2 separate regions of the Oryctolagus cuniculus genome follow, and region 1 is linked to region 2. Evidence: chromatin contacts called from public Micro-C data. All regions are on one chromosome and are shown on one strand. The core of a region is the stretch at or near the end of the contact, and the rest is flanking DNA. Distances in the headings are between cores, read along the strand shown. Region 1 holds the start of ZBTB39 (zinc finger and BTB domain containing 39). Region 2 holds the start of PRIM1 (DNA primase subunit 1).

Evidence for each region. Hi-C and Micro-C count contacts between places; a contact is called where the count stands out from the background.
Region 1: a contact with region 2 is called in a Micro-C map of ear pinna, with 5 times the contacts expected there. The contact joins the promoter of ZBTB39 here to the promoter of PRIM1 in region 2. A contact is called at or near these places in 3 of 6 Hi-C or Micro-C datasets (ear pinna, psoas muscle and an unstated tissue).

Annotation. Positions count from the first base shown.
Region 1 is chr11:59,644,794-59,650,088 of mOryCun1.1, reverse strand. It overlaps ZBTB39 (zinc finger and BTB domain containing 39), which reads left to right and starts at 3,705. Exons shown (of 2, transcript XM_070052424.1): 1 at 3,705-3,869; 2 at 5,190-5,295. The coding sequence starts at 5,233.
Region 2 is chr11:59,493,970-59,499,545 of mOryCun1.1, reverse strand. PRIM1 (DNA primase subunit 1) reads left to right here and starts at 3,303. Exons shown (of 13, transcript XM_002720916.5): 1 at 3,303-3,499; 2 at 3,997-4,154. The coding sequence starts at 3,397.

The sequences.
Region 1 (5,295 bases), core at 2,456-4,955, 150 kb before region 2:
TCTTTATTTTGTGCACATACCCATTTCCCCAGCAGTGTCTTACATAATGCTGTGCAGTTCATATCAGGTTTAGTAATTAAAAAAAAAAAAAAAAAAGAATGGGGGCCAGTACTGTGGCATAATAAGGTTAAGCCTCTGCCTGTGGCACTGGCATCCCACATGGCACCACTTTGAGTCCCGGCTGCTCCACTTCCAATCCAGCTCTCTGCTAATGGCCTGGGAAAAGCAGCAACAGATGACACCATGTGCTTGGGCCCCCGCCACCACCTTGGAGACCTGGATAAAACTCCTGGCTCCTGCCTTTGGCCTGACCCAGCCCTTGATGTTGTAGCCATCTAGGATGTGAACCAGTGCATGGAAGATGGCGCGTTCTCTCTATCTCCCTCTCTATATATCTCTGCCTTTCAAATAAATAAATCTTTTTTTCTTTAAATGAATTCAGAAGATGATGCCTAACACGCAGAAACCTTCACAGATCCGCTCCAGATGAAGACAGCACAGGTGTTTGGAACGGCTTGTCTGTATTTCTAGGACGGGCCTGGGACACATCAGTTCTGGAATCTGCACTTGGGCGAGGGAGGTGCACAGCCCTGGTCAGAGAGGGGGTGCCTCTACAGCACTGGAGCATTTTTCCTGTCTCTACCTGTCGAGTGTGGGTTCTGTCTCTACCTGTCGAGCGTGGGTTCTGGGACAGATGCTGGGGATGAGCTGATCTGTGCGTGGGGTTTAGAATCTAGCAGGGCTGGGCACGAGCAAACAGAACTTGATCTTTAAGTGTTGACTGGCTGCCTTAGTTATAGTAGGAAAACATTGATTTCAGACCCCTCTATCGTGAGCCTGGCCCTGCAGCGCTGGCCCCACAGCGGTGTGTGTGGCTGTGATGTCTCTCATTAATCTGATGTGTCAACTATCAACAGGCCCCTGACCCCGAGGCGGGGGTGCCAGTGCCCCAGTGGAAACTGGGAAGGCCTCAGCTCCCTGCCTTAGCCTGGCTGGGAGCCTTGGTCAGACCCCTGAATCGAGCGCCTACAAAGTCGACCCCTCCCTAGGCAGGGGAAGGACAGGGGCCACTTCCTGCAGTTGTCTCAGTCCAGTGAGAGCTCTGCCATCCCAGAACCTGATGGGGCTGCTTTGGACTGAGGGTGAGCTCAGAAGCACAGGTGTCAGCTTCAGAGCCAGACATCAAAGAGCGCCCCCAGCCCCAATTCCAGAGCCTCTCTTTGGCGACTCAGCGCTTTGCTTTAAAAAAAAAAAAAGAAAAAGATCTCTGGAGGGGGCACTTTTGCAGACTGTGGGGAATTCTATGGGTCATGCAAGCCTCGCGCGTTGGTTCTGCTCAGGCTTGGTGGGAGTCAGGCACATAGGAGATGAGACCACTGCTTTGCCAAGTAGGAGCGTCCGTGCAGGAAGGTTGCTCTCTGGTGGGGCTGACAAAAATTGCAGCGCTGAGGATTCCGGCAGCAATGAAGACACATTTAAAAATCAGATTCCTGCTTTTGTACTTGGAGAATATGTGAGCAGATCCCGGCCCTCCCCTTCCTGCTGGAGAGAGGTCGGTGCCTAAGGAGACCTGGTTAACCTGACCTCAGCTAAATTCCTGGCCCTTTCTTCTTCACTGAGCTTCGTGGATGTCTGCTATCGTGACTGACTGGTGATTCATTTTATTTTTTTTTAAAGATTTATTTATTTTTAAAGTCAGAGTTACAGAGAGGGAGGGAGAGAGAGGTCAATTTTCCATCTGCTGGCTCATTTCCCAAATGGCAAACAGCCAGGTCTGGGGCAGGCAGAAGCCAGGAGCCAGGAGTTTCATCAGAAGGTCTCCCACGTGGCTGCAGGGGTCCAAGGACTTGGCCATCCTCCGCTGTTTTCCCAGGCCAATAGCAGGGAGCTGGATCGGAAGTGGAGCAGCTGGGACATGAACTGGCGCCCTTATGGGATGCTGGCCTCACAGGCATCAGCTTTACCAGCTAGACCAGGACACTGGCCCCAGCTATTTTTTAAAAAAAGATTTTATTTATGTATTCATTTGAAAGGCAGAGAGAGAGAGGGAGAGAGAGAGAGAGGTGGAGAGACAGAGATCTCCCATCTGCTGGCTTTCTCCCCAAATGGCTACAATGGCCAGAGCTGGGCCAGACTGAAGCCAGGAGCCCGGAACTCTATCCAGGTCTTCACATGGGTGGCAGGAGGCCATCTTCTACCGCTTTCCCAGGCACATTAGCAGGGAGCTGGATGGGCAGTGGAGCAGGCACATTAGCAGGGAGCTGGATGGGCAGTGGAGCAGGCACATTAGCAGGGAGCTGGATGGGCAGTGGAGCAGGCACATTAGCAGGGAGCTGGATGGGCAGTGGAGCAGCTGGGACTGGAACTGGAGTTCATGTGGGATGCTGGTGTGGGATGCAGCAGTTCAACCCACTGTGCCACAAGGCCAGCCCCGTGATTCACTTTTTAAAAACCTCAGTCTAACAGTATACATGTTATCTGCACACTTCAGGTGGTTTGCTGGCCCGAGGTACCAGGGTCCATGCTCCAGAGACAGCCACGGCAGCTGGTTAGCAAGAGTGAACAGGCCAAGCCCCTTCCATCTGGCACCTCGGTGTTGTGCTGGAGGTCTCGGGCCTGCTGGCTGTGTGATGTCCACTCCCGGTGCAGGGGGGGGCATGACCCCACTGCCCAGCTGGAAGGCTGGCCTGTCTGTAAGAACACTTTCGTGTGTGGGATTCCCTGCCCGCAACCTACAAGAGCAGCTTGTGTGGCTGTTTCCACGTCCTCTAGCTAACAAGCGGATGTTGGCCAGCGTGCGGTACTGCCCACTGGCTAATGAGGAGTGGAGAGGAGGACCCACAATCTTTCGAACTCATCCAGAGACTTGACCATTGCTGAGCAGCCACACGGGCAGCAGTCAGTTGGCAGCATCCCATGCGCCCCTCCCTCGCGTTTATCCTGCAAGGAAGTCCTGTCTCAATTGTGTGCCTACCCTGGGGCTCTGGGCCGGCTTGTGGCAGTGCCTGCGGTTGCAGGAAGAGAGGTTCAAATAAAGGGGGCGGGGGAGGCGGGTCACGGGGACTCCTGCTGTCCCTGGAAGGAGCGGAGGCAAGCAGGTCAGGCAGTTTTGGTTTGATAGCAATTCTTGGACAGGAGCCCTGGAGGCAGAGAGATGATGGAGTGCTCAGGCTTCGGGAAGCAGGCGGGGCGGCCACGGTGCAGGGGCATCCTGTGACTTCCCCCACTGGGCCATCTCGGATGGGGGGCAGCCGCAGTGGACCCTCCGGAGGGAGGGTCTGCCAGTGCGCACCTGCATTCCTTGGCTCACATTCACACTGCGCACCTGACCTCCCAGCCAGCCAGCCAGCGCGCTAAGAGCGGAGAGAGAGTCCGCGCGGCCTAACTTAATCAGCAAGCTGACCACTCAAACTGCAGCAGCGGACGTTTGAGAAGGAGCTTCCGGAACGATGAGACGCGTCACAGGGCAGCCTGGGGCTTTGGAGAGGGGATTTCACCTCCCGGGCACCAGGGCGCGGGAAGACTGGGCCTCAGCACCGAGGTCCAAGCTCGCAAAAGCCAAGCCTGGCCGCGTCGGGACCGCCCCCCGCGGGGCCTCGCGCCCGCCCCGCCGTCGGGGGGCGCTGCCTCCTCCCGGGCGGCGGGGGGCGCTGCGGGCCGGGCGGCGGGGGGCGCTGCCTCCTCCGGGACGGCGGGGGGCGCTGCGGGCCGGGCGGCGGGGGCGGCCCGGGCCGGCGCGGCGAGCGGCGCGGCGGATGGAGAGTCTGGCCGCGGCCAGCGGCGCCGCCTCCTCGTCGGGCCGGGCACAGCGGGCCGGGGCCTTTGTGTGAGGCGGCGGCGGCGATGGTGCTCGGGGCCCGCGGAGCCGGGTAAGCGCGGCCGGGCCGAGGGCTGCCCTGGCCGAGGCCCGACCCCGGCCCGGCCTTTTCCCCTCGCTCTCGCTGGGCTCCCTCCTGCCCGTCCCCGCGGCCGGACCCCTCCTGCCCGCCGGCGCGCGGACCCCGGCCTGCCCCGGCCGACCCCGCCGCCGCTCCCTGGGGCCCTGTCGGCCCCGCGCCCTCGCCCCCCTGCGCGGGGTCGCCCGGATGAACCCGCTGCTGTCTTGGAGGGGCCGAGGCGCTCGGTGCCCGCCCGGAGCCTGAGCGCCCCAGCCCGATCCAACGCCCTTCCCTCCCGCGTCCGACCCCCACAGGGCAGGGGAGACCGCGGCGCCGCCGGCTTGTTGGGGCGCCCTTCTTGGGAAGTTGCGACCCTCCCCGCCCGGCGGCCGCCAGTGCCCCCGACTCGCCGGCCATTGAGTGGCCGCCAGGCCCGGGAGCTGCCAGGCCGGTACCCAGCGACACTGCGGAGCTTCCTGGGCTCCAGGAAAAGTTGGGAGTTGTTGGTAGACTCGGGAGAGCCGGAGACGGGGGGCCGTGCTGCGCGGGGCGAGGCGGGAGACGGACGAGGGGACAGGAATGTGGTGGGCCTTTCTTCCTTGGGCTGCAGGAGTCCAGGGCGGGGAAGGCGGTGTGGACCGCGCCTCCAGGAGGCTTACCTGTGTGTGCAGTGGGCGTCTTTCTCCCGGGGACCTGGCCCGTGTACCCCTGAAGAGGCAGTGAGCAGGAGAAAAAGGCACAGCCCCCCCCCCCCCCCCCCCGTGCTTTCCTGCCCTGGGGTCGCCGTGTTTGCAGAATAAGCAGCCTCTGGGTGTCAGAGGCCAGGAGAGGGGGGCATTCAGGAATGAGATTTATTTAGGGGCTGGAAGGAGGCAGAGAAGGCTTATCTTTTCCTAGGGAGCTGAGGGAGCCTTGGTCGTTGCGTTCGGGGCTGTGTATGGTGTTTGGCCTTGGGAGGGAAGAGAGTGTACTTGCCGAGACGCGCAAGTTTGCTCCTGGGAGGAAAGGAGGCAGAGAACAGTCTGGGCCAGGCGCTCTGCTAACGAAGCGTGGGGTTGTGTCGGAGCGAACGCTCCCACTCGGCTCCAGGGTGCAAGTTTCCCACCCGGCCAGGCCTGCGACCCCTCTGCCTGTCTCTTGAGACCAAGCCACCAGGTCTTTTGCGGTCCTCTGGGAAACGTGGTATGGTGACGGTGCATGCAGGGGGCGGGGCCACTGTCTGGCCCTCCAGGGCCCTTCACTCCTGCTCGGAGTGGTGGTGTCTTCCGCAGAGCAGAAGGCTCATCCGTCTCTGTCTCTGGCTACCCACAGATCAAGCGGCTGAGAAGGAGGCGCCGTCATCGGAGCTGCTAAGATGGGCATGAGGATCAAACTGCAAAGCACCAACCACCCCAACAACCTGCTGAAGGAACTCAAC
Region 2 (5,576 bases), core at 2,054-4,553:
GATTTTATTTTTTTTTTAATATTTATCTTATTAATTTGAAAGACAGAGTTACAGAGAGAGGTAGATACAGAGAGAAAGAGAGAGGTCTTCCATCCACTGATTCACTCACCAAATGGCTACAATGGCCAGAGCTGAGCTGATCCGAAGCTAGGAGCCAGGAGCTTCTTCTGGGTCTCCCACATGGGTACAGGTGTCCAAACCCATCTTCTACTGCTTTCCCAGGCCATCAGCTGGGAGCTGGATCAGAAGTGGAGCAGCAAGAACTCAAACTGGTGCCCATGTGGGAATGTTGGCACTGCAGGGGGCCTTTAACCCACTGAGCCACAGCACTGGCCCTTATTATACTTTTTTATTTGTGTCTATTGCCCCAACAAAAAAACTGCTTTCTTGGAAGCAGAAGCCATTCATTAGTTTTTTTTTTCTCCCTAGATTCTACCTAAGTGTCCAACACGTACGATATTGGTCAAGATTCTCATGTACATATGTGTGTGTGTGCGTGTGCATTTATACACACACACACACATATATATGAGTACTTCACAAAGTTTGTGAAAAATAAAATTAAAAGATAAACTTATTTTGGTGCAAAAAAAATTTAGAAATCCACATACATACATTTTTCATGAATGTTTAAAAACCATCTCATATGCACAGGTTTCAAAATTTTTTGCACCAAAATTAATTTATTTTTTAATCCATTTTTCCACAAATTTGTTTGAAGTACCTTCATACAGCTATAGACTGCGATATATGAGAAGGGATTTATTAGGGGAACTGTGTCACACCATGGACGATAGGGGTGGGGTGGGAAGAAGTCCCATGCCAGGGACTCTGGTGGCTGCCCAACTCCAAGTCCAAAGGCCAGGGAAGGCCTGGCAAGCCTGGAATTCTCATGTCCAGGAGCAGAAGAGTGACCCTATTCCTAGAGAGTGGAAACCACCTTCCCTTTGCCTCATTCGTTCTATCCAGGTCCCCAGCTGATTGCCTGGGGCCGGCCCACAGTGAGGTGAGATGTCCTCTTGGTCCATAGATTCCTGTGCCAGTCTCCTTACAAACACAGATGCAACGCTTTACCTATAGTTTAGGTGTTCCTAGTCCAGGGGACACATAAAATTAACCATGGCAATACGTTCATTAACTATTTGCGAAATAAGTGAAAGAATGAAAGAGTGACTGATGAGTCATCTTCACAAAATAGATCATCCTTTTAGATGCTAAAAACACCCAGAATAACGTTAGAGTTGAATGGCAAGGGAGGTCCATGAGTAGGTTCCAAGCCTGCAAAGAACTTAGGGAGAGAGATCTGGGCTGATAGGCAAGTCCAAAAAGGTTGAAGAGCGTGGGCTAACCAGAAGCCGTAAGACTTGATGGAGAAAAGGGTTTTGTATCACTGTGGATAAAAGCACAAGGGGAAATTATCTGAATGGCAACACCGCCTCCTAGTGGCACTTGGGATAAAGGTCTCTACAGTTGATCTTAGCCAAAGGGCTGAGAAGCAATATAAAGGTCTCCACACCAAAGCATCTTTAAAGAACCTTGTCTTGTGTGGCTCTGGACTTTGGACTGTGTACCACATACTCCTTAGTTTATCCAATGTAACCCTCACAACAACCTCTTGTAGAAAGATACAGCAGCATACAGCTTAGGAGTTAAACATAAAGACTCTGGAAGCCAGGCTATCTGATTCTCTGCTTCATGCCTCTGCCACATACTAGCTCTGTGATGTCATTCATGTTACTGAAATTTTCTGCATTATGGGAGCACTTCAAAAAGTTCATGGAAAATGACAGTAGGGGTGGAAGCTGTGGCACAGGCGATTAAGCCACCGCTTGTAACACCCACATCCCGTATCAGAGTGTCAGTTCAAGGTCCGGCTCCTCTGCTTTGGTCCAGCTTCCCACTAATGCATTCTGAGAAGCAGGGGGTGGTGGTTCAAGTGCTGGGGCCCCTGCTACACACATGGGAGTCCCAAATGAAGTTTCAGGCTCCTGGCTTCAGCCTGGCCTATCCCTAGCATTTGGGGAGTGAACCAGCAAGTGGAAGATCTCTCTCTTTGTCTCTCTCATCTCCCTTTCAAGTAGATGCAAATAATTTTTTAAATTACTTAAAAAATAGGGACTGCTGTTGTGCCAGAGTGGGTCAAACCACCACGTGCAATGCACGCATCCCATATGGGTACTGGTTTGAGTCCCGGCTGCTCCACTTTCAATCCAGCTCCCTGCTAATGCACCTGGGAAAGCAGCAGAGGATGGCCCAAGTGCTTGGGTCCCTGCACCTATGTGGGAGACCTGGAAGAAGTTCCTGGCTCCTGGCTTAGGAGTGGCCCAGCTCTAGCCATTGTGACCATTTGGGGAGTAAACCAGCAGATGGAATCTCTCTCTCTCCCTGTAACTCTTTCAATTAAATATATAAATCTTTAAAAACAAATAAAATCAACCAAGTTTTGCATAGGAAGCCAGATCTCTAGGAATATTCAAATAGGTCTGATATACCTAGAGCCCATTTTTTTACTACTTTGCCCACAGGCACGAGGAAACCAGTTCATTTTCTGAATTAGACTAATTAGCAGCTGACTAGAGAGTCTAGTCTTTCCTTCCTTTCCTACTATTATTGTAAAAAATAAAATTTATTCAGATGATGGTTTTCTTTTTTTTAAGATTTATTTTATTTATTTGAAAGGCAGAGTTACAGAGAGAGAGAGGGGTCTTCTATTCGTTAGTTCACTCATCAGATGGCCTCAACAGCCAGAGCTGTGCCAATCTGAAGCCAGGAGCCAGGAGCTTCTTCCAGGTCTCCCACGTGGTGGGCCATCTCCTACTGCTTTCCCAAGCCATAGCAGAGAGCTGGATCGGAAGTGGAGCAGCCAGGACTAGAGCCACTGCCCATATGGGATGCAGGCACTTCAGGCCAGAGCTTTAACCTGCTGCGCCACAGCGCCGGCCCCATCAGATGATGATTTTCAAGTGACAGGATACTTGGTCCCCTGTCTTTCCCTCTCAATGTCTATAACTCAGCCTCTCAAATAAATAAATAAATCTTAAAATGAAAAAAAGCCCATCTTTGTACACAAACAAGCTAATAATATATTTTTTTAAATGATATGTTACTTCTAAACAGCCATAAGGTTAGCATGGAACATCTTTTTCACTTCATTCCCTAAGTCAGAACGTTTCCAGCCTCGTGTCTCCGGGGATCCTTCCAGAATAGACAGGGACCACAACAGCGGTGCCCCTAGTGCTCCCGTGGCCTAGGCCAACCCTAAGCAGGAACTACAATTCCCAGCAGCCCCAGCGTCGCGGGGACGCGGCCCAACGCGCCTGCGCAGTAGTGGGCGCTCGGGTCGTGCCGTTCCCGCCAATTCTTGCGGTAACCCTGCCTGGACCTGGTTCTGCGCTCATGGAGTCGTTTGACCCAGCCGAGCTGCCCGAGCTGCTTAAGCTTTATTACCGGAGGCTGTTCCCCTACGCGCAGTATTACCGCTGGCTCAACTATGGCGGAGGTGATGGAGGCGGGCGGCGGGGCGGGAATTGGTTGCAAGCGGGGGTCTTAGAACGACCATAATGTGCCGCCTGCGCGCCGAGCGTCGCGCCGGAGCCTTCCCACCGCTCTGCAGTGGGCGCCCCCGAACTCCCATCCCGGGTGTGAGCAGCTGGCGACCCCTACGTGGTCGGGCGCACGGCGGGAGCGCGTTACCGGGTCGCAGCAGGAAACTGCGGAGGCGTGATCTGCCCGGGACGGAGGCGCGCCTCCTGGGGAAGTGCAGCGGAATTTATTCGTGCCCACCGAGGAGAGAGAAGTGACATTACAAGTTTTAATATCGCTTATCCCTCGTAAATGTGGGATGGTAAACCTCTTCAAATTAGGGACTAGGTCCTGTCTTTTTTTTTTTTTTTTTCACCCCTAACACATTGTGGGGCATCTTCTGATGGATTGATGTCATAATATCCAGAGCTGACTGCAGCACCGAATTGACTAAAATGCGCACTTGTTTTGCAGTGGTAAAGAATTACTTCCAGCACCGTGAATTTTCGTTCACTTTGAAAGATGATATTTACATTCGCTACCAGTCCTTCAACAACCAGAATGACCTGGAAAAGGAGATGCAGAAAATGAACCCATACAAGATTGATATAGGCGCAGTGTATTCCCACAGAGTAAGAGAGCTCTTCTGTGTTTTGTGGCTTTGTTTTGTAAACCAAGAATGGGTCGACGCGCCCAGCGTTTTTAGATTAAGTTTGTTCTAGAGTGTGGAGAGCCGCGGCTGTAGCCTGTTTGTGTGCTTTGGCTTGCTGTGTTGCTGACTGGAAATCTTCTGGAAGTGATTTGCTTGCATTCTCACTGGGACAAAAAATTGAGTTATCTGGTTGAAAATCGGACTGGGGAGGTCGTGTGGTTTAAGAGCAGGCAATACTCATAAAAGAAGCCTTCGCTTCCAGCACTGGAGGTGTTTTCGATCATCTCTCACACTTGTACCCATTCCAGTCCCTTTGACCTGGCCGTGGTAGACACCTGAAGTCCAGCTACCGCTGCCAACATCATTCCTCTCACTTGCACTACTATAAAATCCTCCTCCCAGGGGGTCCCTGGAGACTAGAGGCCGCTGTCAGCACAGCAGCCACAGTGTCCCTGGTCCTCCTAAACCAACGCAGATTTTCAGATTTTCTGCTCAAAACCACCACGTCTCGTCCACCCCCCCGTTTCACTCAGACTAGATAGCTCCTCTCTCTCCTCTCCTCACGCCCCTCCTGGCACACTGGCCCTTGCTCAGGGCATTTCCACTGCCAACAACCCATTTCCCCAGATCACCACTTGGTTTATTCGCCCACCTCCTTCCAGTCTGACCCACATAGCCCCTTCTCAGTGAGACCTTCTTCATCCTGTCACTGGACCATCCTGAGTGCCTAGAATAACACCCACCAGAAAGAGTACACCATAAGCATTTGGTAAATGAATGAGCAAATTAAAATTTTCTTCATTCCCCTCCTTAAGCATATACATAGGATAATAGCTTCTTTATTAAGTTTTTTACGTGTTATACGGTTATCCATGTCTGTGGGAGGTTAGTTGCAGAACCTCCTGCAGACGTTAAAATCCCTGGATACTCTATTGTCTTACGTAAAATGGCATAATGTTTGCATATAACCTACACATGTTCTCCTGCATACTTTAAATCATCTCTAGATTATTTATAATACCAACTATAGTATAAATGCTTTATAAATAATTGTATTGTTTAGGGAATAATGCAAAAAGTCCACATATTCAGTGCATACGCAGGTTTGTGTGTGTGTGTGTGTGTATGATTGTTTTTTAATCTGTATTTTTTGTTGTTTAATCTTTTAATAAAATGTAGAAAGAAAAACTGGTTTACTCTACTGGTTTCCTCCCACAACAGTCAGGGCTGTGCCAGGTCAAAGCCAGGAGCCCAGAACTCATTCTGAGTCTCCCATGTGGGCAGGGTCCCAACTACTTAAGCCATCACCTGCTGACTCCCAGGGTATGCATAAGCAGGGAGCTGGAATTGGAGCAGAGGTGCCAGGACTGGAACCAGCACTCCAGTATGGGATGCAGACGTC